Regions from separate parts of the Mus musculus genome. Here regions 1, 3, 4, 5, 6 and 7 are each linked to region 2. The links are chromatin contacts, called in public promoter capture Hi-C maps. All regions are on one chromosome and are shown on one strand. Each heading gives the region's core, a stretch centred on a gene start, on an enhancer-like site or on the middle of the called end of the contact. The rest is flanking DNA. Distances are from core to core; before and after follow the strand shown. Region 1 holds the start of Cdadc1 (cytidine and dCMP deaminase domain containing 1). Region 2 holds the start of Mphosph8 (M-phase phosphoprotein 8). Region 3 holds the start of Cdh24 (cadherin-like 24). Region 4 holds the start of Rcbtb1 (regulator of chromosome condensation (RCC1) and BTB (POZ) domain containing protein 1). Region 5 holds the start of 4931414P19Rik (RIKEN cDNA 4931414P19 gene). Region 6 holds the start of Haus4 (HAUS augmin-like complex, subunit 4). Region 7 holds the start of Setdb2 (SET domain, bifurcated 2).

What was found. Promoter capture Hi-C pulls out the DNA fragments that hold promoters and counts their contacts.
Region 1: a contact with region 2 is called in a promoter capture Hi-C map of pre-B cells. The contact joins the promoter of Cdadc1 here to the promoter of Mphosph8 in region 2. A contact is called at or near these places in 3 of 39 promoter capture datasets (hippocampal neurons, liver and pre-B cells).
Region 3: a promoter capture Hi-C map of liver shows a contact between it and region 2, with 7 times the contacts expected there. The contact joins the promoter of Cdh24 here to the promoter of Mphosph8 in region 2. A contact is called at or near these places in 3 of 39 promoter capture datasets (liver and pre-B cells).
Region 4: a promoter capture Hi-C map of pre-B cells shows a contact between it and region 2, with 8 times the contacts expected there. The contact joins the promoter of Rcbtb1 here to the promoter of Mphosph8 in region 2. A contact is called at or near these places in 3 of 39 promoter capture datasets (hippocampal neurons, liver and pre-B cells) and 1 of 115 datasets of contacts at active chromatin or transcription factors (astrocytes).
Region 5: a contact with region 2 is called in a promoter capture Hi-C map of pre-B cells, with 4 times the contacts expected there. The contact joins the promoter of 4931414P19Rik here to the promoter of Mphosph8 in region 2. A contact is called at or near these places in 2 of 39 promoter capture datasets (liver and pre-B cells).
Region 6: a contact with region 2 is called in a promoter capture Hi-C map of pre-B cells, with 5 times the contacts expected there. The contact joins the promoter of Haus4 here to the promoter of Mphosph8 in region 2. A contact is called at or near these places in 2 of 39 promoter capture datasets (liver and pre-B cells).
Region 7: a promoter capture Hi-C map of pre-B cells shows a contact between it and region 2, with 9 times the contacts expected there. The contact joins the promoter of Setdb2 here to the promoter of Mphosph8 in region 2. A contact is called at or near these places in 5 of 39 promoter capture datasets (3T3-L1-derived adipocytes, hippocampal neurons, liver and 1 more) and 1 of 115 datasets of contacts at active chromatin or transcription factors (astrocytes).

What each region holds. Positions count from the first base shown.
Region 1 is chr14:59,596,524-59,599,223 of GRCm38.p6, forward strand. Cdadc1 (cytidine and dCMP deaminase domain containing 1) reads right to left here and starts at 1,436. Exons shown (of 10, transcript NM_027986.3): 1 at 1,232-1,436; 2 at 339-436. The coding sequence starts at 1,313.
Region 2 is chr14:56,666,826-56,669,525 of GRCm38.p6, forward strand. It overlaps Mphosph8 (M-phase phosphoprotein 8), which reads left to right and starts at 1,423. Exons shown (of 14, transcript NM_023773.2): 1 at 1,423-1,739. The coding sequence starts at 1,527. It also overlaps the pseudogene Gm4032.
Region 3 is chr14:54,639,993-54,642,692 of GRCm38.p6, forward strand. It overlaps Cdh24 (cadherin-like 24), which reads right to left and starts at 1,372. Exons shown (of 12, transcript NM_199470.2): 1 at 1,229-1,372. It overlaps Acin1 (apoptotic chromatin condensation inducer 1), which reads right to left. Exons shown (of 19, transcript NM_023190.3): 19 at 2,169-2,700.
Region 4 is chr14:59,199,913-59,202,612 of GRCm38.p6, forward strand. Rcbtb1 (regulator of chromosome condensation (RCC1) and BTB (POZ) domain containing protein 1) reads left to right here and starts at 1,316. Exons shown (of 12, transcript NM_027764.2): 1 at 1,316-1,672.
Region 5 is chr14:54,604,562-54,607,261 of GRCm38.p6, forward strand. It overlaps 4931414P19Rik (RIKEN cDNA 4931414P19 gene), which reads right to left and starts at 1,347. Exons shown (of 7, transcript NM_028890.2): 1 at 1,242-1,347.
Region 6 is chr14:54,553,013-54,555,712 of GRCm38.p6, forward strand. Haus4 (HAUS augmin-like complex, subunit 4) reads right to left here and starts at 1,349. Exons shown (of 10, transcript NM_145462.2): 1 at 1,163-1,349.
Region 7 is chr14:59,439,433-59,442,132 of GRCm38.p6, forward strand. It overlaps Setdb2 (SET domain, bifurcated 2), which reads right to left and starts at 1,448. Exons shown (of 14, transcript NM_001320720.1): 1 at 1,155-1,448. It overlaps Gm45935 (predicted gene, 45935), which reads right to left and starts at 1,448. Exons shown (of 24, transcript NM_001320725.1): 1 at 1,155-1,448. It overlaps Cab39l (calcium binding protein 39-like), which reads left to right and starts at 1,531. Exons shown (of 11, transcript NM_026908.4): 1 at 1,531-1,586.

The sequences.
Region 1 (2,700 bases), core at 186-2,685, 2.9 Mb after region 2:
AGAATTACGATGAGATAAAATATGGACAATAAAGCTAAAAGGATTTCCAAATTTTGTATTACTAGCAAACTGACTTTTACAATGCACATTTTTAAGGCGCTAAATGTCTCCAAAAGAAAAGCCTTAATACCTGGTAATCATGGCACACACTAGAAATAACTTTTCAGACTGGAAATATGAGCTAGTTCGCTGTGGTTACAGGCACAGCATACAAAAGCCATGACACCATTCCTAGGTTCTTGCTGCATTTGGCTGTTAGGACTACAGTTGGCCAATGAAACCAGACTTAGACTACTGCTTTTCCAAGGGTAAACACTCTCTATGGAAATAAGGTATACCTGAGATTTTTGCCCTTGGGCTTCCACTCCTGGGAAGAGCTCCATCCAGAGACTGAGCAGGGTGAAAAGGTTCACTTTAGAAAGCCTTGGTATTTGACCTACAAAAGAGAAGGCAAGCACTTCAGAATTTCACTAGTGAAGGCAGAGGAGCTAAGCTCAAAGCTACGAGTGAGCTGCAGATGGTCTGGCAGGCAGGAGAATAAAAGCTTCCTTAGCAAGAGTGGCCACAACCTCACTTTCAGTGACCTCGGGTGGCACTTTCCAAAGTTGGGTGCTTTTTTTTTCTCCAGCTCACCCCACAGGTAAAATAGTAAAACTGATACAAAGGCTCTGGAAATAATCAATCAATCAATAGGATAAGGGCTCCTCTCTGATGTAGCCGAGGAGCAAGGTCCCCACCCCTACCCCTCTGGAACCTGGCATTGCTAAAAGGGCAATGGTTGGAACATGATTGATCTTCAACCATAAGGCAAAACTTGAGGGAGGTATCACGGGTGGTGAATTTGCCAAAGCGCAATTTCAGGCTCTTCAGCTCCGGGATACTGACTCTAGGTGCAACCACCCACCAGTGCAGGACAGGACGCGACCTATGAAGCCTGGACAGCACAGTGTCCGGGACGCGCGCCTGGCAAGGAGACCAGGGACGGCGGGGCAGACAGGAGTCGCTGTGAGTCACAGGGCAGGCAGGGTGTCAGGGAGGTGCAGTATGTGTGTGTGTGGGGGGGGGGGGGGGAGTAGCAGGCTAGCAGGGCGGGAAGGAGACATAGAGCAGGGAGGGTGCTGGGCTGTGCGGAGACACAGGACAGGCAGGATGCGGAGCTGGAGGGAGACTCGGGCAAGCGTGCAGAGCGCCAGGAGAGGGGCAGGGCGGGAGAGAAGGCCACCGCACTCACCCGTCATGCTGCCCGTCTGCGTGCCGACTGACCTCTCGGCCCCGGAACCCTCCAAACTCTGCATCTGATCCGTTTCTTTCATCCCCAGCCCAAAGGCCTCGGCCCAGGACAGCTTGCCCGGTCAGGCATGATAGGTTCCTTGAAGCTCGCCTACGGCCACCTCTGCGGCCTGTCAACAACCGCTTGTTCTGCGCAGCAAGATGACGTCTCGGTATGCCCCCCCCATCGCTTCCGGCGCTTAATGTGACGTCAGAGTCCGGCGCACCGAGGTGGTGGTGGTGGTTATCTATCAGTTATGCTACTCTGTGTAGCAGGCTGTGTTCAGTGATTTTTGCAGAAAGAAGGACGCTTGAAGTTGTCTTGGTTCGGGACAGTAGGGGACCAGGGTGGAGGACTTAAACAGAGAGAGGCGAACATAGAACCGGAGTGGGCGAGGTGGGGGAAGCAGGGCCATCGGAACCCAGCCGTCAGATGTGGGCGGATCCCAGGGTATTTGGTTCTGCTTCATATCCAAACTCACACAAACTATGAGAAGAGAACTGGGAGGATCGAAGAGTTAAGTAGACAGCGGAACCTGAAAAATCTGAGTTGTCCGTCCCAATGAATTTGTAAATAGAGCGTACGTGTGCGCGCTTACCGTACAGAGGGTATCTTCCTCTATATGGCCCTCCAAATGTTTGTTTTGAGAATGGGTCTCTGCTTGGATCTGGAGCTCACTGGTTGGCTACACTGGAGCTTCATCCTCCTGTCTCAGACTTTACACACTTGTGACTACAGGCTGGTGCAGCTTTACTCAGACCTTTTTTTTTTTTTAATGTGGGTTTGAGGGATCCAGAAGGAACTCCTCAAGCTTATATCTAAAGCATGTACACAATGAACCATCTCCTCAGCCCCCAGTGAAAAATATAAAGTGTAAAATGAAGCCTGGAGAGGTCAGAAACATGGCCCAGCAGTTAAGAACACTTCCTACTCTTCCAGTGGGTCTGAGTTCAGTTCCCAACACCCACATCCAGAGTGGGTCACTACAACCCTTAACTCCAGAGATGGATATTTGAACAAAAATTGTAAAAATAGTTTTATTTTTATTTAAAATATAATATCATTACAAATCTCCCCCCTCCCCGAGGCCCTGATCATTTTTAAATTAATTCATGGTTTTTCTTTAACCACTATTGTTTATATACATGTATTATATATGTATATAATATATACACACATATATCTCTACATATATGTGCTTGTATGTATATGCTTTTAGGACTGATCACTTGGTACTGGATAACTAGTTGAGGGGACTTATTCTTGGGGAAGACTAATTTCTCCTCTGTTATTATTTACCCTTCATCTAGATATGGGACCCCTGGGAGATTTCACCCATGTTGGCAAGTTAGCTGGTGTTGGCATTGTTCGGGTCTTGTTTTGGCAGCCATGTTGTTGAAATTTTGTAGGTGGAGCTTTCCTGCAACAAC
Region 2 (2,700 bases), core at 173-2,672:
TTAATACAGACAGGAGACTGAAAGTCTAGTCACTCAGGCAGATACAAGAGGTACACAGCGAAGATAGTCAGAATTATTTCTAAGCATATACACCAGTGTTGTTCTTTTCAAATAGTTGTTATTCAGGGTCCTCTTGCCTACCTACCAGCAGAGTTAGGCTTTTCCTCACAAGGGCACAGGGGATTTAATGGCAAACTAGGACTTAATGATAGGTGTGACTTGGGGCTCAGCCATTGAGCTGCCCCTTAGAGGCTTTTTTTTTTTTTTTTTTTTTAATAAGGTGGATAGGCTTAATGGCTGGTTGTAAGTTAGGGTTGTCTCCTTTTGTTGTGGAAATGGAGTCTAATTGGAGGTCAATCTTAGTGCACTAACGTTAACAGAAACTTTCTCAGCAACCCAAAACTTCAATGTTGGCACAAAAATGTCTTTCCTAGAGTTTGTAATAAGCCTGGTAATTCTCTTCCAATCATATCGCAGGCTCGCTTCCTAGTGACTCCTTTGTAGCATCAATATTACTCGTTTCTCTTGCATCAACCCCGCACCTGCTTCTGATATTTTCAATTCAATAAGAAGCAAGGGAACTTGGGAACAAACACATAGGTGGTTTTGGCTTGGTTTATCAGGTGTGAATGATCCAATTAATTAAGTATAGCCCAAATGGGGCCAAGCCAGGCAACCTGGGCTCTATCTTTTGAAGGAGAGAACCAACTTTTACTCAGCTACTAGGACCAAGCCTCCAACCATCACCTGCCAGACAAACGCCCTATCACTGAACTACTTTCAAAGCCCAACAAGTAAATCCCATAAATTATTACTTGATACAGTGTCTTGCTGTAAAGATTGGCCTTTCTCCTGACAGAAGAGAATACATATTGGGGGAATTCTCTCGCTATGTATGCCCTTGGAAATTAAACTCAGGTCCTCATATTTGGCGACCAGGGCCGTAATCTGCTGAACCACCTCCGGGTCCCTATTCTCTATCTATAAACGCTACTCACTAAAATGAAATATCCCTATAGGCTATATGTAATTGATTCGACCGCAGACGCCATATAAGCCAGCCAAAACCATACGAAAGGATTCCTGGGCAGCCATTCCGCACAGGCGGGTCTCGCTAACACTGGGGGTCCCTTTCCCAGAATCCTCATGGTCTCCTTCCGACAATCCAAACAACAGGTCTCCTCAGGCAGCGGGCGTCACCGGAGTTTGGGAGGTGAGGTGCTAGGACCGCCCCTCGCAGTCTCCCCAGGGGAGCCCTTCCGCTCTTCCCTGAGGCAGCGTTCTTCCTCAGAGTCCGTCGACCCGCCCATCCACTTCCCGTGAACTCCCCAGGGAGCCGGGGAGCGCGCCTTTGCGTGATTGGCCGTTCTGTGTGTCAATCCAGAGCTCGGCGCCCACAATTGGCTGGCTTGCCTCACGGTCGAGTCACGCCGCTGGAGCGGATTAGGGCGGAGCGGCAGGCGCGCGGTGCTGTCCCGCTGTGGGTCGCCGGCGGTTTTTCGCGTTGGTTTTGCACTGCGTCTGTGATGGCGGCGGCGGCTGAGGAGGGCATGAGTGCGGCCGCTCTAGTTATGTCAGTTCCCGACAGCATTGGCCGTTCTCCCGAGTCCGAAGGAGTTGGAGCAGGGGACGAAGAGAAGGACGCAGCCACCAAAGGAACGGTGGCCGTTGGGGACAGCGAGGAGGATGGGGAGGACGTTTTCGAGGTGGAGAGGATCCTGGACATGAAGTGCGAGGGAGTATGTGGGGGCTGAGCGGCCGGACAGGGAGTCTCCGGGGCGGGGACGGCGGGTTGGGAGAATCCGAGTGGGACGCCGAACAGCCTGGAACAGCTTGGGAGGACGGTGGCGGTCCGTAGGCGCAGACTGACATCCTGGAGAGGACCCTGGCCGCAGTCGGTGGAGGATGGATGCTTAGGGAAGTTCTAAGTGTTGTTTTGGCAGAAGAGACGAAGCGGTGACATGGAATGTTGAGAATCGTAGGATGCAAGGCAGCTGGTGGGAGACTTCTGTGGCCTTCAGCATTCGGGTATACGGTTAGGGCCATGGCTTTCCGTTAGGAAAGACTGGAGGATTCTCTACACCGTTGTCCCAATGTTTTCTAAAAGTAGAAAATGCTCCTTGGCTTAAATTCAGGAAATCCCATTCACACCGAGTGCCCGGGACAGTAAAGGTTTCCCAACCCAAAGTGTCCCTTTTCTGCGCGTTTTATGAGTGTAACTCAAGAGATTTAGAGTAAGCTTGAAAGGACAATCTTCGCACATCGTGCTTGAACACTTAACATCCTCCTTGCTGCGAATGTCGTCCCCGGGAGAAATTCTTAGTCTGTATTTCCAAGGCTTGGGATCCATCTGTTTGTGATACCTTTTCTCCCCTCTCTTCCCTTACCCGAGCTCTGCAGAAAAAGGTGCTTTCTCAGTTCTGTCCTTACTCTCTTACCTCTATTTAAGTCATTGTCTTTTATCTCTGTATTTGTCTTTTCTGCTCTAGATTGTGGGCTCCTTTAATCAGGGGATGTGGTTTATAATAATGCTTGAATCACGGACACTTAGTCCAGTAACAGCAAAGGCTGATTTTGTTGTTGCCGTTATCTGATACCGTGTACTGGACCCAGGGTTTCATGAATGCAAGGCAAGAGCTTTACCACAGAGATCTATCTCACGGCTGTGGGATTATTGAATGAGTAAACGAAATGGGAATT
Region 3 (2,700 bases), core at 122-2,621, 2.0 Mb before region 2:
GCTTAAAACTGAGAGGTTGGTATTCATCAACACACAGCCTTCCTTATCCAGAGGGTCAGGCTCAAAGACAAGGAGTGAGTGCAGCTTGAGTCGGGCTGGACTCAGGAAAGCCTCCCCTGCCCCTGAGGAACCCCACGTCTCCAGACTGTCTCCAGCCCATTCTGCCAGTCTCGGTCTTTAAGGGGAATTGGTCTAAGGGAACAGAGTGGGGCTACATCTGGAAGAATTGGGAACAGGGCTGCAGGCAGTGCAGGGGGACCAAGAGAGGTGAAGTGGAGGCTGACCCAGGGGCCAGAGACAGCGTGATTGAAGGCTTGGGGCCAAGAATCTGGGAGGGTCTGGCAGATGGGGAAGACCAGATGAGAAACAGACAGACCACGGAGAGAGAAGGGCAGCAAGAGAGAAAAGCAAAGACATCAGGGAAGCAGCCTGAGTGTCTGAAAGGCAGAGAGGAGTCCTGGGTACCAGGCTTGGGAACTGGTAGGGGCAGGTGAACCTTTCTCTCTCTCTCTCTCTCTCTCTCTCTCTCTCTCTCTCTCTCTCTCTCTCTCTCTCTCTCTCTCTCTCTCTCTCTCTCTCTCTCTCTCTCTGTGTGTGTGTGTATGTGTGTGTGTGTGTGAGATCAGGCCTCGGAACTTCATTCTGGTAGAGTAAGCTACTAGGAGCAGTAGAGGTAGGGAGGGGCTGCGGGAAAGGAGGTGGAGAGAGAGGACCCTTCCCATTTCTCTCCCTCCTCCTGAAGGGGCCCATGGTCAGGTAGCTGTGCCCCTCCTCCTTCCCCAGAGCAGACACACACCTGACAGGCCGTTTGCTCCCCAGAGAAAAGAAGCCAGAGGGCAGCAGGGGACCAGAGAGGTAGGCGGGACGAAGAGGAGAGAAGGAAGGAAACGGAGGAGTGGGGAAACAGGATAGCAGGAGGGAACGAGGAGAGGAGAGGAAAGGAGAGGGAGGTAATGAGAGAGAGGAAAGGAGAGCGGGAAAAGAGGAGAAAGGTAAAGGAAGAAAAAGGCAGAAGAGGTGGGAAGAGACAGGGCAAGAGGGAGAGAGAAGGGGCAGAGAGGCGGAAGGGTGAAGAAAAATCGGGAGGCAAAGGGAGAGAGGTGTGTGAGATGGGAGAGAGCAGAGCGCGGGAGAACCGAGCCGGCACGGCTCTCAGCCAGAGCGCACCGCAAGCTGCGGACCCCCCGCTGCCCCCGCGAGGATTCCCGACCCGGGCAGGCGCCCTTACCTGGCACTACCGAGGGGCCCGGGACCGCGAACAGCGCCCCGCCCGCCTCCGTCGCTGGCTCCCGGGGGCACAGCCCCAAGCCGATCCAAGCCGGCGCCGCGGCTCCGCTGCAGGTCTGAGCGGCCCCGGCGAGAACAAGGGAGCGAGACGGAGGGGGCGGGGGAAGGAGGCTCCGCCTGCCGAGGAGAGGCGGCTCGCGCGGGAGAGGAGAGCCCTGCCTCCGACCCTCCCCAGCCAGTCCCCGCCCCCGCGGCTCCCGGGCTGCTGGGCGCATACAGATGCGGGGCCCCTCCCGGGCCAGCCCGCAGCACGGCAAGGTACAGGGGTAGCACGGCTAGGCTATTATTCCCAGGGCCTGGCGGAGGAGACTCAACACGATCGGCCAGCACAGCACCTGCGGAGGCACACCGTGAGGCGGGGCGCTGGGAGAGCACTGCGGGAGACCCGGCTTCACGTTCTGGATTCGGGTGCGGCTGCGAGGCTACCGACTCAGGACCTTGTGCGGGTCACGACGGCGAGTTCAGTCAGCTAGGGTGAACTTCAGGATGGCAGGGGAAGCAGGAGTCTAGGGAGCTCGCCAGGGACAGGGGAAAGATAACGGTGGGCAGTGAGAACCTTTTTTGGGGAAGCTCTTTGCAAGATCTAAAGAGTGTGTGCACCCCCTGGTGGCAGTTGTGGGAAGCACCTTGAAGGGCGACCAAATGCCTAATTGTGCAGGGGGACCGGGAGGCCGACCCTGCCGGCTGTTGGGGTACTGCAAAAGAAACAGGCCACCCTATTTCCCAGAGTAAAAAGACATACAGCTTTGGACTGATTAGAGACAAAGTGGGGATGAAGGTTCCCGAGGAAGGCCGCTGCCCCAGAAGAACGCAGATGCCCACCGTCACAGCCATTCACCTTCCCCTTTCACCCAAACTCTTCCCAAGGAAAGGCACTCAAATGCTAGTCAAAACTAAGTCAGATTTTTATTTTTCCATAGACCACATCATTTAATAATAAAAAAAATAAAAATAAAAATTGAACAAAAGGAAAAGGTGGCTATAAAGTGGAACCAGCGGGCAAGAGACTGCAGGCCAGAGAACAGGGGACTGCAGGGGCCTGGGACTCAGGAGAGGCTGATTCAGCTCATAGGTGACCCAGTCCTGGCCCCAGCTGTCCCCAAAAGGCTGAGTACCAAGGGAGGCGGAACGCAGGATGGAGGGAAAATGAGCGTGGGACACTGGTTATTCCCACGTACGGCCACATCTTCCCTTCATAGCCTAGCTCTTCCCTCTCAGACTTAACAGGAAGAAAGGAGAGGGCCAAGTTCCAAGAGTTAGGTTGGGGAACAGGGAGATTGCCACTGCTCCATTTGATATGAGGGGACGTGTGGCAGTTATAGTTCAGCACTGAGCAATGGTGTGAGACCCTTGGTTCCAGGGTGGTGGTGACTGTACCTATCCCTCTGTGGCCTTTGACCTCCCAGGACCAAG
Region 4 (2,700 bases), core at 66-2,565, 2.5 Mb after region 2:
TTTTGGTGTTGCTCTTCCATTGGCTGATAGTGAGAGTCTAGTCAGTTCTCAGTTATTGTAGTAAGACCATATAGCCCTGTTATGAAGAGTTCATAATATGTGAGATCAGGTAACAATAGATACTTAATCTCTTAGATGCAGAGTAATACATTTACCTGCATTGTGAATTTTCTGTTTTGAGTATGTAGTATTATAACTAGAGGAGTAGTTGTAGCTGAGGCTGTCTCAATGAACTTTTACAACAACTGAAGATGTTAAGTCTGCAAGAAGAATAGATGGTGTCTGACCTCAATTTTGAAAGATGAGAGACCGATGAATATTTTGGGAAATGTTAGGAAAAAAAAAAAAAAAACCAGAGCCAGAGTCATTAAACTGGTAAAAACAGATTTTACCCAGGGACTAGTACAACAGAAAGAAACATTAGGGTATAAAATAGGGCTCAATTTCTATATTGCAATAATTTCTAAGTAAAATCTGTTTTTAACCTCTTCCTCCTGTTTTTTCTTTGAGAAAGGAAATGGTGATTCTGAACATTTGAGATCAAGGCAAAAGAATGAACAAACCCTGAGAGGCCTACAGCAATTTAAGGTATATATATATATATTTAAAAATGTAATCCACCGAAAGTACTCAAGAGAAACAAGAATTCTCTATAGGGGGGAAGCACGTTGTAGTTACTATGTGCTGACAGAAAGGTTTTTGGACCGCATCTGCTTAGTGGTAAACAGAAAACAAAGGGGATTTGTATTTACCGCTGGGACCTGAAAAGGGAAAGGTGAGTCTAAACAAGATAGCTTGAATGTTGGGGTGCCAAGTGTAGACTTTGGTCTCTAGTGCCAAATGGGAGAGCCTAGGGCGGTAGGGGACTTTACAACTGATAAGCTTCTTCTGATAGACGCACAAAGCACAAAGCACAAAGCGGCCGCTCCCTTCCGGACCTCAGTTGTACCCGCTTAACACAAGAAAAGTTCTGGGCAGAGAGAGAGCTTTCAGCAGCCTTGCCTCTGCCCTCCTGACCTAGGCGTCCTGGCCTTCCTCGGACCGGGCAGAGACACGTGTCCTGAAGACCAGCGGCCTGGGATGGGCGGAGCGGGAGGAAGGCCACGCTCTGCTGCCATCCTGGGACGCCTTCGCCTTCCGGTCCTCGCGGGAGCCACTACGGCGCCCCTGCGCTGCGCCAGCAGCCCGGTCTACAACCAAACCCGAGCGGGAACCTGAGCAGACAGAGGGCGCGCGCTGCGCGGGGCGCTCCGGTGTCACGTGACGCGACCCGCCCACGTGACCGGCGGCCCGGGCGCTTGTGCTCGCTCCCGGTTTTGGGGGGGAGGAGCCGGCTACGGCTAAGGCGGCGGCGGCGCAGCGGAGTCAGGGCCTGGCCGGGCGGCCTGACAGGTAGAGCGCTGCAGGGCGGCGGTGCGGGCGAGCGAGCAGGCGAGCCGGACAGGGCCTTGTTCGGCCGCTGGCTGCTGAGTCCGCGCCCTCCCGAGGGCCGTGCGCACCAGGCGCGTTCGCGACTCCCCGGCGACGCGCACCCCGCACCGGGCACCCGCGGATTCCGTCTTGCGGGCGCTTCCCCCAGGTGTGCGGCGAGCCGAGTACGTGGCGTTGCCCGCGGCCTGCCTCTGAGGAGCTGCGCTGTCCGCCCTGCGGGGGAGGAACCCGGAGCACGCAGGTTAGCGGTGGGAGGCTGACTGCTGCAGAGCGCCGAAGCCGAGGGTTGCAGTTTTATAAGACAATACAGCTTGCTTTTAGAAACATTCATAGTCTCCCTCGCCTCTGCCCCGTTACTGCTACGAGGATTAAAGCTCGTGGTGGGCAAAACAATCGGAGTTTCTGAGACTGGCGTGCGCTGTAGCGGGCGTAGCATCAAAAGCAAGAAATGCTGGCAGGCATGAGATGATGCTTACGGGACCCTTACGGGAGTTTAGAGTGTCTTTTAAATTTTGACTTCAATTTAAATCACAACAGGATTTAGGTTCTCTTCTTCTGTGGCCTGGGTTTTACTCCATTGTGTGAATACCAGTACTTCGGGGCGGGTTTTTTTTTTTTTTTTTCCTTTCCCCCTCTTTGTGCCTATTGAAGAGGAAGTGATGCGTTAATCTTTGAAGTGTTTCTTCTGTGATTTTTAAGTCTTATGATCCGAAGTGTTAAGTTCTACGAATCTCAGAACATATACAGGAAACCAAAGCTATGAAGCTCGTAGCTTAAATTTTGTGTTCTAAGGTTTTAAACTGAGTGCCTGTGTGTACCAGAAAGTGAGAAGTCTGGGGTCTTTATCCGAGAGTCATGCAATTGAATTGCTCTTTCTGCATTTGGTACTTAAAAGGAAGCATATGAAACAAAGGTTGGGCCTTCATGCGTTTACAGGCCTGACAAGACATTGAAATACATTTTCTTTCTTAACTAGGATCTATAGTTAAAAAATTTTAAGACAGTACATTACCTTATATGTATCCAGAGATGTGATAAAAACTGCTGGACTTTAACTAGAATAGATTTCCTAACATGTCAGTTAATTAATCTACTATGTAATTTGGCTCACAATATAGACGAAAAATTTCAAGTTTTCAAGTATATCTAGGCCACAATATACGGTTTATAAGAAGTCTACAGATCGAGTTCCAGGACCATCAGAGCTACACAGAGAAATCCTGTCTTGATAACAAGCAAAACATTTACAAGCTAAGAGTGAAGAAAAAT
Region 5 (2,700 bases), core at 97-2,596, 2.1 Mb before region 2:
TGGGGGAAGCTTTGCATTCACAGAAAGCAAAATAACAATCACATTGTATTTCTTATCCCTCCTGGGTTTTGCGTTTGCCTCCTCTTGCCCCTACCCCAAGTACCCCTCCCAGGACCCCACCCCCACCCCCGTTCAGTAACTGGACTAGAATATTGTCTCACACACTTTCCCAGATGTGGAGTTTTCCAAACAAATCCCAACCAATAAAAGGTCACTTTGTCAAAATGCCAGGAGATTCCCTTCTGGTACCTCCCCCCAAAACTACTCATAAAGGCTAAAATATACACAGTTGCATGTTTAGGAAGGAAAACCAATAAAAAACCAAAAGCATTTAAAAAGTCACTAAAAGGCTCTGGACTACACACTCAGTCCCCGTCCCCCCCACTTCGTTTGCCAAACACACTGACTGCAGGCTTTGGGGCAATTATTTAATTATTCACTAATCTGATATAAAAAGAAGCAGAAAAGAAGGTAAATTCCAATAGGATGAAAGTTCTTAAGTATGCTAAGTGCAGGATTTCCTCTACGCTTTACTTTGCATTTGAAATCCTGTTTTGATCACATTTGGGAACACAGAGGGGAAAAAACATCCTAAGGTCTATTTTACACACATAAAATCAAATGAAAACACTTTAAAAATAAAATCCGATAACAGCACATATACACATACTTTACATAAATACAAAGAATAAACCACAAGATGAATCCATACGAAATGGTATGTTTTAAGTGTACATACACACAAATGTCCTCATGAAATTGTGTGTGCAAAACACTGTGAGAGAGCTTTCCCTTCTCTCCTGGGAAATGAGTGTCCCAATTAAAATAACCCAGTATATTTAATCTATTGGCCTGTCACACTCGCTGCTACATTGCTGCTACAGCACTTGGTTTTGGTTCTGAGTGAGTGTGTCTAAAATACATGCCAAAGGCTTTGTGAGGGCACCTCAAATCTCTCTGTTGCCTGTGGTAGAAATTCACATTATCGCTTTAACCCGATTAAAAACAAATCTATACTTCCCCAAGCGACTAAAATTTAAATCCTTCAACCACAAAATTTACCAATTCTTAAAATGTGATCCAAAAAGAAAAAAAAAATCTGTAAATTGGTCTGGGAACAGTTGCACACGGCTTCTCAACTTGGTATATTTTTAAACCTCGACCAGGAAAAAGAAAGAGAAAGAGAGACAGGAAAAGAAATGGGGAAAAGAGCAAATTCCCCTTAGCAACAGTTTCCTCACCCCAGCACTGCCACAGATCTCTATTTTTAAAAATTTGGAAAACGCACACAAGATGAAGGAGGAAAAAAAATGGAAAAAGGATACTCGAAGGTCGTATGGCTCTTTGTATTCGTGTGTGTGCAAAAAAGGAGGACTCGCGGAGCCGGAGCTCACAAGCCCCGCCCCTTCCCGGCCGCCCGCCCGGATTGGCCGCCGCCCGCCCCGCCCGCAAGCACACGCGCCGCACCCGAGGCGCCCGTCCGGGGGGCCCCCGAGGGCCGCGAGCTCCCGGACCTGGCCGATGCGCCCACTGCCCTTCCCTTTCTCCTCGCTGTCCGCTCATCTTTCCCGTCTCGTTCTCCCTCCCCGCCCCCCAAGCCAGGCTCAGAAGAACCACCCTGTGAGTGAGCGCCCTCTGACATTGCTAAGCTGGGAGAACTAGCGAACTTGGGACCTCTTAGGCTGATTGAGCGTCAGGTTTGGGGGGCGAGGCCCTCCAACCCTTGGTTTCCCAGGCCAGTGTCTCTGGGTCACACAAGTTGTCTAGCAGCCCACCTTTACATGAACATCTATGAGTGTAACGTTGTTCAAGTGAGAGGCTAAGTAGCCTTACACTTGGGGCTTGTTTTTGCACAGCCTGAGCCAGGCTCCCCTACTAGGCTAAAACCACATTCTGAAGAAACCAAAATGTCTCCCTCACACACCCTGCATGTAGACCATTGCTTAAACCTCGATTTTAAGCAGTCCATAAACCGGTCTCACTGCACCTTTTTATTATAAAACGTTTGCGCGAACACACACACACACACACACTAACATACATACATACATACGTGTGTGTGTGTGTGTGTGTGTGTGTGTGTGTGTGTGTGTGTATTTTTTCTTTTGGTGGGGGCACTCGCGTGCCGCAATGCAAAGTGTGGCAATTAGGGGACAACTTGTGCCAGGTGTGGTGGCGCATGCCTTTAATCCCAGCACTCGGGAGGCAGAGACAGGCGGATTTCTGAGTTCGAGGCCAGCCTGGTCTATAAAGTGAGTTCCAGGACAGCCAGGGCTATACAGAGAAACCCTGTCTCAGAAAAAAGAAAAAAAAAAAAAAAAAAAAAAAAAAGAATAGGGGACAACTTGCAGGAATTCTCTCCACCTAGAGGGTCTGAAGGATCAAACTCAAGTCCACAGGGGTTTGGCAGCCTTCACCAGTGTCTCTGCTGGACACTAAGTTCTCTTTCTCCCCCCCCCCTCTCCCTCTCCCTCTCCGTCTCTCTCTCTCTCACCTATTTATTTATGTTTTAATATCTGAAACCCATGACCCTTCTCAAGTCTTCTTTCTAGGACTTCCTGCCTTTTCCTCCTCACTCGAACCCCTGACCTATGAGTTTATAAAAGAAAATGAAAAGAACTCTAAAAATGGTGATGCATGCTTTAACCACATTAAAAGAAAAAGATGTGTTCCCGTTTCTTTTTCCCTCTTGTTCTGGAA
Region 6 (2,700 bases), core at 99-2,598, 2.1 Mb before region 2:
TCAGGTTGACACAAAACCAGCCAGTACACCACCCAAATCCACTAAGTTCTAATGGAAGGCGTCTTCCTACCGTTACCATTTTGCTGGAGCTACAAACTGTTGCTGTCTGTCGTGTTCCCAGTAAACTAAGGGGTGTGGGTCCCAGTATACCTTTTGCCCCCTTTATAGCTCAACTGTGGAATATCACAGTTTCTTTCTGGTGCTTCTCTGTCAGTGTCATCTCATGAAAGAGCTATCTGTCTGGGAGCAAGAGCGACAGACACTTGAACTACAACAGCTTTTCCAGTAACAATGCACTGCAGTGGTTAGTGTGGGGACATAGCTATACAGATAGGTGTTTTGCCAGAACCTGGAGCACCTTGAAAAGAATGTCATCAACAGAGAGCAATGAGAAACTCAACAGCAACACAAACATTGCCTGCCCATTCTTTCCCTTATTGCTTTACCCACTCCTCCAAATGGCAGCTGAGCCCGAGGCAGCCCCGAGTCTGAAGCTTATTAGTACTTAACGCTTCACGTCCACAGAACATTGGTTTATTCGCTCCTTTTATGAGTCACATGAAAGCAACTAGCCGTTTGTTTTGTAGCGTGGTCTAGAGGAATCAGCTGAGGAGGCGCAATTCGAGACATTAATTTGTGGCTCCGCCCCGCCCCCCATGTTTTCTGTGTGAGTTTATGTGAAATGCTCCTTTTTCAGGTGCCAACAGTGTTCCACCTGCAAAGCCGCGATAACGGTTCTTGCCTTGCATGAAGCATCAAGAATTAATAACAATCGACTTGTCAACAAAAGCTATTTAGTTATGTTTTACCAGTAAGTTCCGTTTTACCAACTCAGAATGTTGTTGAACTACACCTACAAATAAAGTTTTGCAGGCCAGTTAGGCACCCAGCCACGAGGGTTTCAACCGCCCAGGGGTCCTCAGCGGAGCCGCCCACAGGACGTGACCTTAGGCTTCACCCCCACCCTGCGCAGGCAGCCGGGGTCCCACGCGCAGGAGCGCAGAGCGCCGAACTCTGACGCAGGCGTGCTTCGAGCCCTCCAGCCGTTCCCCTGCACGCTGTGCTGGACGCAGATTGATCGTCCTGACTGTTTTCACAAGAGGTGACCCTTACAAGGCCGGAGATAATCAAGATGCAGACGCGCTCTCCGGCGCCGACCTACCGTCTGGGTCGCCAAGGAGTCCTAAAGGGCGAGCGCGGCCTCGCCGCAAGCTCGCGGTCGTCGAGCGCTAACCTGCACGGCTCGCCGCCGGAGCGCTAAGGCCGGGGCCTGCCCGGGAAAGGCGCTGCCGCCAGCGTAGAAACAACTGGGTCTTAAATCAGCCGGGCACAGGACGGGGCGGGGCCTCCGTTCCCGCCTGGCGCAGCCCCGCCCCGGGAGCGCGCGCTCAGCGCAACTGTCGCGGTAGCGGCTCGGATCCTGGAAGTCGGAACTTCACCCATTTAACAAAGGGGAAGACTAGGCACGGAAGGTTATATAGAGGTGGCGGCCCAGCTCGGAAGCTTAGGCCTGCCACTGTGGTGCTCGGAGGTCGAGCCAATGTGTTGTTGGTATCAGAGATCGTCCTGTCTCGGCCTCCCGATTGATGAGAGGAAAGGTGCACGCCACTACACCCCCACTGGTTTGTTTTTATTTATCGATGTGGGCGAGCGCATGCGCCATATGTGGGCGGTGTCCACGGAGGCCGGAAGAGGGAGCCAGAGCCCTTTGAGCCGATGTTACAGGTGCTTGTGAGCTGCCAGATTTTGGGTTCTGGGACTTGAACTCAGATCCTTTTACTACGTTGCTCCAGCCTCACCTCTTGAATTTCTTAACCTACCTCGCCTCCTCCGCGCTCCCTCTGTTTTTTTTTAAAGTCACGTTTTATTTACTGTGTGTCCTACGTGTGCTGTGGAGGTCAGAAGACATTCTGGGAGTGAGACATCATAGGCTTGGTAGCAAGCTCCTTTACCCATTGAGCCGCGTTAACTGCCCTGCCCCATTCCCACATCCCTTATTTCCCATCATCCTTCCTTCACTCCTACTTATGCCTACACTGGTTTTGTAAAACTAAGGGTACCCAATCAGGAAGTGACTTCTTTTGGAAAATAAGATGTTTAGCTGTACTGTTAATCCTTCACCACACCTACTCAGGAGGTTGAGTTAGGAAGATCGAGAGTTCAAAGCTAGGCCCGGGCACTATGCTGAAGTTGCCCATCTAAAAAAATAAAAGTCTTAAATAAACTGCTTCAAGGTTATTAGAGCTCTTTATACGTTTTTATTTATTTTACTGTTGTTTACGTGTGTGGGTGTTTGACTGGCACATATGTCTGTGAACCACTTGTATGCTTACTGCTGTGGGATCCTCTGGAACCGGTTACAGTTACCACCATATAAGTGTGGAGAATCCAACCCAGGTTTACTTGAAGAGGGATGGTTGAGCCATCTCCCTAGCCCAGTGATTAGATCGCTTGCATCAGAGAACAAACTGATAGGATGGAGCAAAAGTGCTAGGAAATGGAGCTGTTTGGCTTTTCCTTAGAACAGCAGTTCTCAACCTGTGGTCGAGACCCCTTTGGTTGGTTGAACGACCCTACAGGGGTCACCTAAGGCCACTGGAGAACACAGGTGTTTACAATTCGTAACAGCAAAATTACAGTTATGAAGTAAGTAATGGAAATCATTTATGGTTGGGGGTCACCACAACATGAGAATCTGTA
Region 7 (2,700 bases), core at 198-2,697, 2.8 Mb after region 2:
CTTCAGAACACCAAAATGTTCTTAGAAACTTGAAAATCTGTTAGCCAAAAAGAAGTATGTATCACATTGGCAATGAGACTCACCAGAAATGCAAACTGTTAAAAGGGAAACATAAGCTATACACTGTACTTCAGCCAGGCAACCTTTCCACTGTAAAATTAATACTACAGATATCCAAGTGCCACAAAGAGACATTGCCAAGCTGCCTTCCACCTTAGATTCTAGTAACTTCCACCTCAGTACACTCACTCAGCCTGACACCTCAGGAAAGGGCAGGTGGGGACAGGAGGACCAGTAGCTCAAAGCCATCCTGGTCTACTAGGCTGGACTTCCACATAGCAAACAGCAACTAAAGAAAAAGCTCTCACCAGTGTAGCTTGGAAGCTAATTTACAAAAGAAAAAAAATTGCCAAAAAAAGTTAAGGAAATTTAAAGCTTATCTTCCAAAGACAACACTAATATTTCACTGTTAGTGTACTTTTTATTTGTTTGTATGTTTTGTATTTTGAGACAACGTTTCTCTGGGTAACCCTGGCTTTCCGGGAACTCAATCCGGAGAGAACTCAAGAGATCCGCTAGTCTCTGCCTCCCCAGCCACCATCTCCCAGCTTGCCAGGAGAATTTTATTTAAATTTGGTTCTTTGCCAGTCTCAAACTTTCATCTGGCCAAACATACAGGCAACTTCATTTAGATCTAAGTTTCCTTTTTACTTGGAGGAAAAAGAAACTAAAAAAACTAAGATACCACTATCTCGTTGGTTCTTTGATAGGCATGACATAATCGGAGCGTAAGTCAGGGTCAGGCACATTTTTAACGTGTTCGTATGTTAAACAACACAACAATGGCAAAACGCCTTCTGGTGAAGAATAGAAACCTATCCTATCGTATGTGGTAGGGTATTTGGAAGAGCTAATGGTCTGTTTACCAAATCTAAGACTAAACATAAATTAATCCTCCACTTTGGTTTTCTTCACTAACATGCAAAGAACCATGTTACTACATGCCAATCATATGATCTGTCAATCATATCCCTTTCTGCAGTGACTTTATTGATCTTGGACTGTTGAGTAGTGAGTCAGTCCGTCGCTCCGAAGATACCAATCAAGTTCAACTGATAAATAATTTCATTTGTTCATGGCCAGTGTAACCTTACCTGTGGAATGGACCAGTGTCCTGAAGATCTTGTCTGTGCTCCGCTGTCTACAGCCCATGATAGCCAAATTACTCAGAAATCACCAGCCACGAAAGTGAGCGCCGCAAGACGGTGGGGGAAACGCGACTGAGAGCCCCGGCCACCCCCGCTACTGAGACAGCGGGTTGAGGCGGCCTGGCACCCCGCGCGCCTTGCACTGTCCGCACCAGAGTCTGCAGTCCCGAGGCGGCTTCACCTCAGCGGGGGAGACATCAGCCCCAAGGGAGCTCCACACAGTTTCCGCGGCCCCGCGGCGCCGGCCGGAGCGCGCGGCCTCCTGATTGGTCGGCGACTCTCTCGGTTTGTCTCGCGCGGACTGCTACGGCCAATCGGGTTCTCGGCAGCCAAGTGAGGCACTTCGCTGGAGTGGTGGCGCAGCGCTCTCTGCCCGCGGTAGGTGTGTGGCTGCGGCGAGCCTTTTCCGGCTCTGGGAGTGTGTGTGTGGAAGGAGAGTCCTCGGGGTGACAGGAGTGTTGGGAGTGAAGGGGCGACTTAACTAGCAGGGGATTCTTCTCGCCCGCCCGGAGTCTCCTCCCTGTGTTTGGGAGGCAGGCGTGGTGGTGGTGGCGGTGGCGGTGGCCCCGGCTTGGCTTTGCTGGTCATTAGAGTCTGGCGCAGGCTTTGCTTTCCTGTCTTAACCCTGATCCCTTGGTTTCCGAGAGTTGCTCAGCAGTGTTTGTGGCGCGAAGATTCCCACCGCCGACCCCTGTCATGATTAAAGGAGGCTGGCTGTAGGATTCAACACGGGAAAGCCAGTCGTGGAAGGGAGAGGGGGCTGTCTCGACCACTGGCCTCCGGGTCGATAGAGAACTTTTCTTTTTTGTCAATTGCCAGGGGCCAACTGCGGAGCCTTTGCCCTTCTCGAGAGTTCATCCTTTGACATACATGGACAGCAGGTTGTGTGAGAGTAGTTTTATTCATAAGCATGCCGCCAGCATTCATTCAATGACGTTAGAAAAAAAGAGAGAAATAAAATAAAATAAAAAGGAGAAACGGGAAGTAAACTAGTGTTTGTCATGCTCCAAATTCACTTCATGCTAGGTATACATGTAGCTCAGGCAGACCGGATCTTTCTGCCACAGGAGCGCCACACCCTTACCCCAGTTTCAAAGGTGCTGATTTTTTTTTTTTTTTGTAAATTTCTCTTTACATATTTTTAACATTATAAACTTGATTTTAAAAAAAAGTTTGCAAAAAAAAAAAAGAAAGAAAAACACATCAAAATTAACCAAACCCCAAAACAATACAACTCAAATGAATACATCTATGCAATTAAAGTTGACTTTTGGAAACGAAATTGTGAAGCTTCACATTAAATTTAACACATGTCGAATATGTTTTCTGCACCTAGTCAAAACCAACCAAACAAGAAAGCCATGACAGCTTTGTACATTTCTGGGTCTGCGATGCTATGCGGGCTGGCTTTATGGAACAGGGTATTATTTAAGGAGGGTGTTGGAGTTTGGGAAGAGCAAGACACTGTACTTTCCTCTTTCCAGTTTTCTCT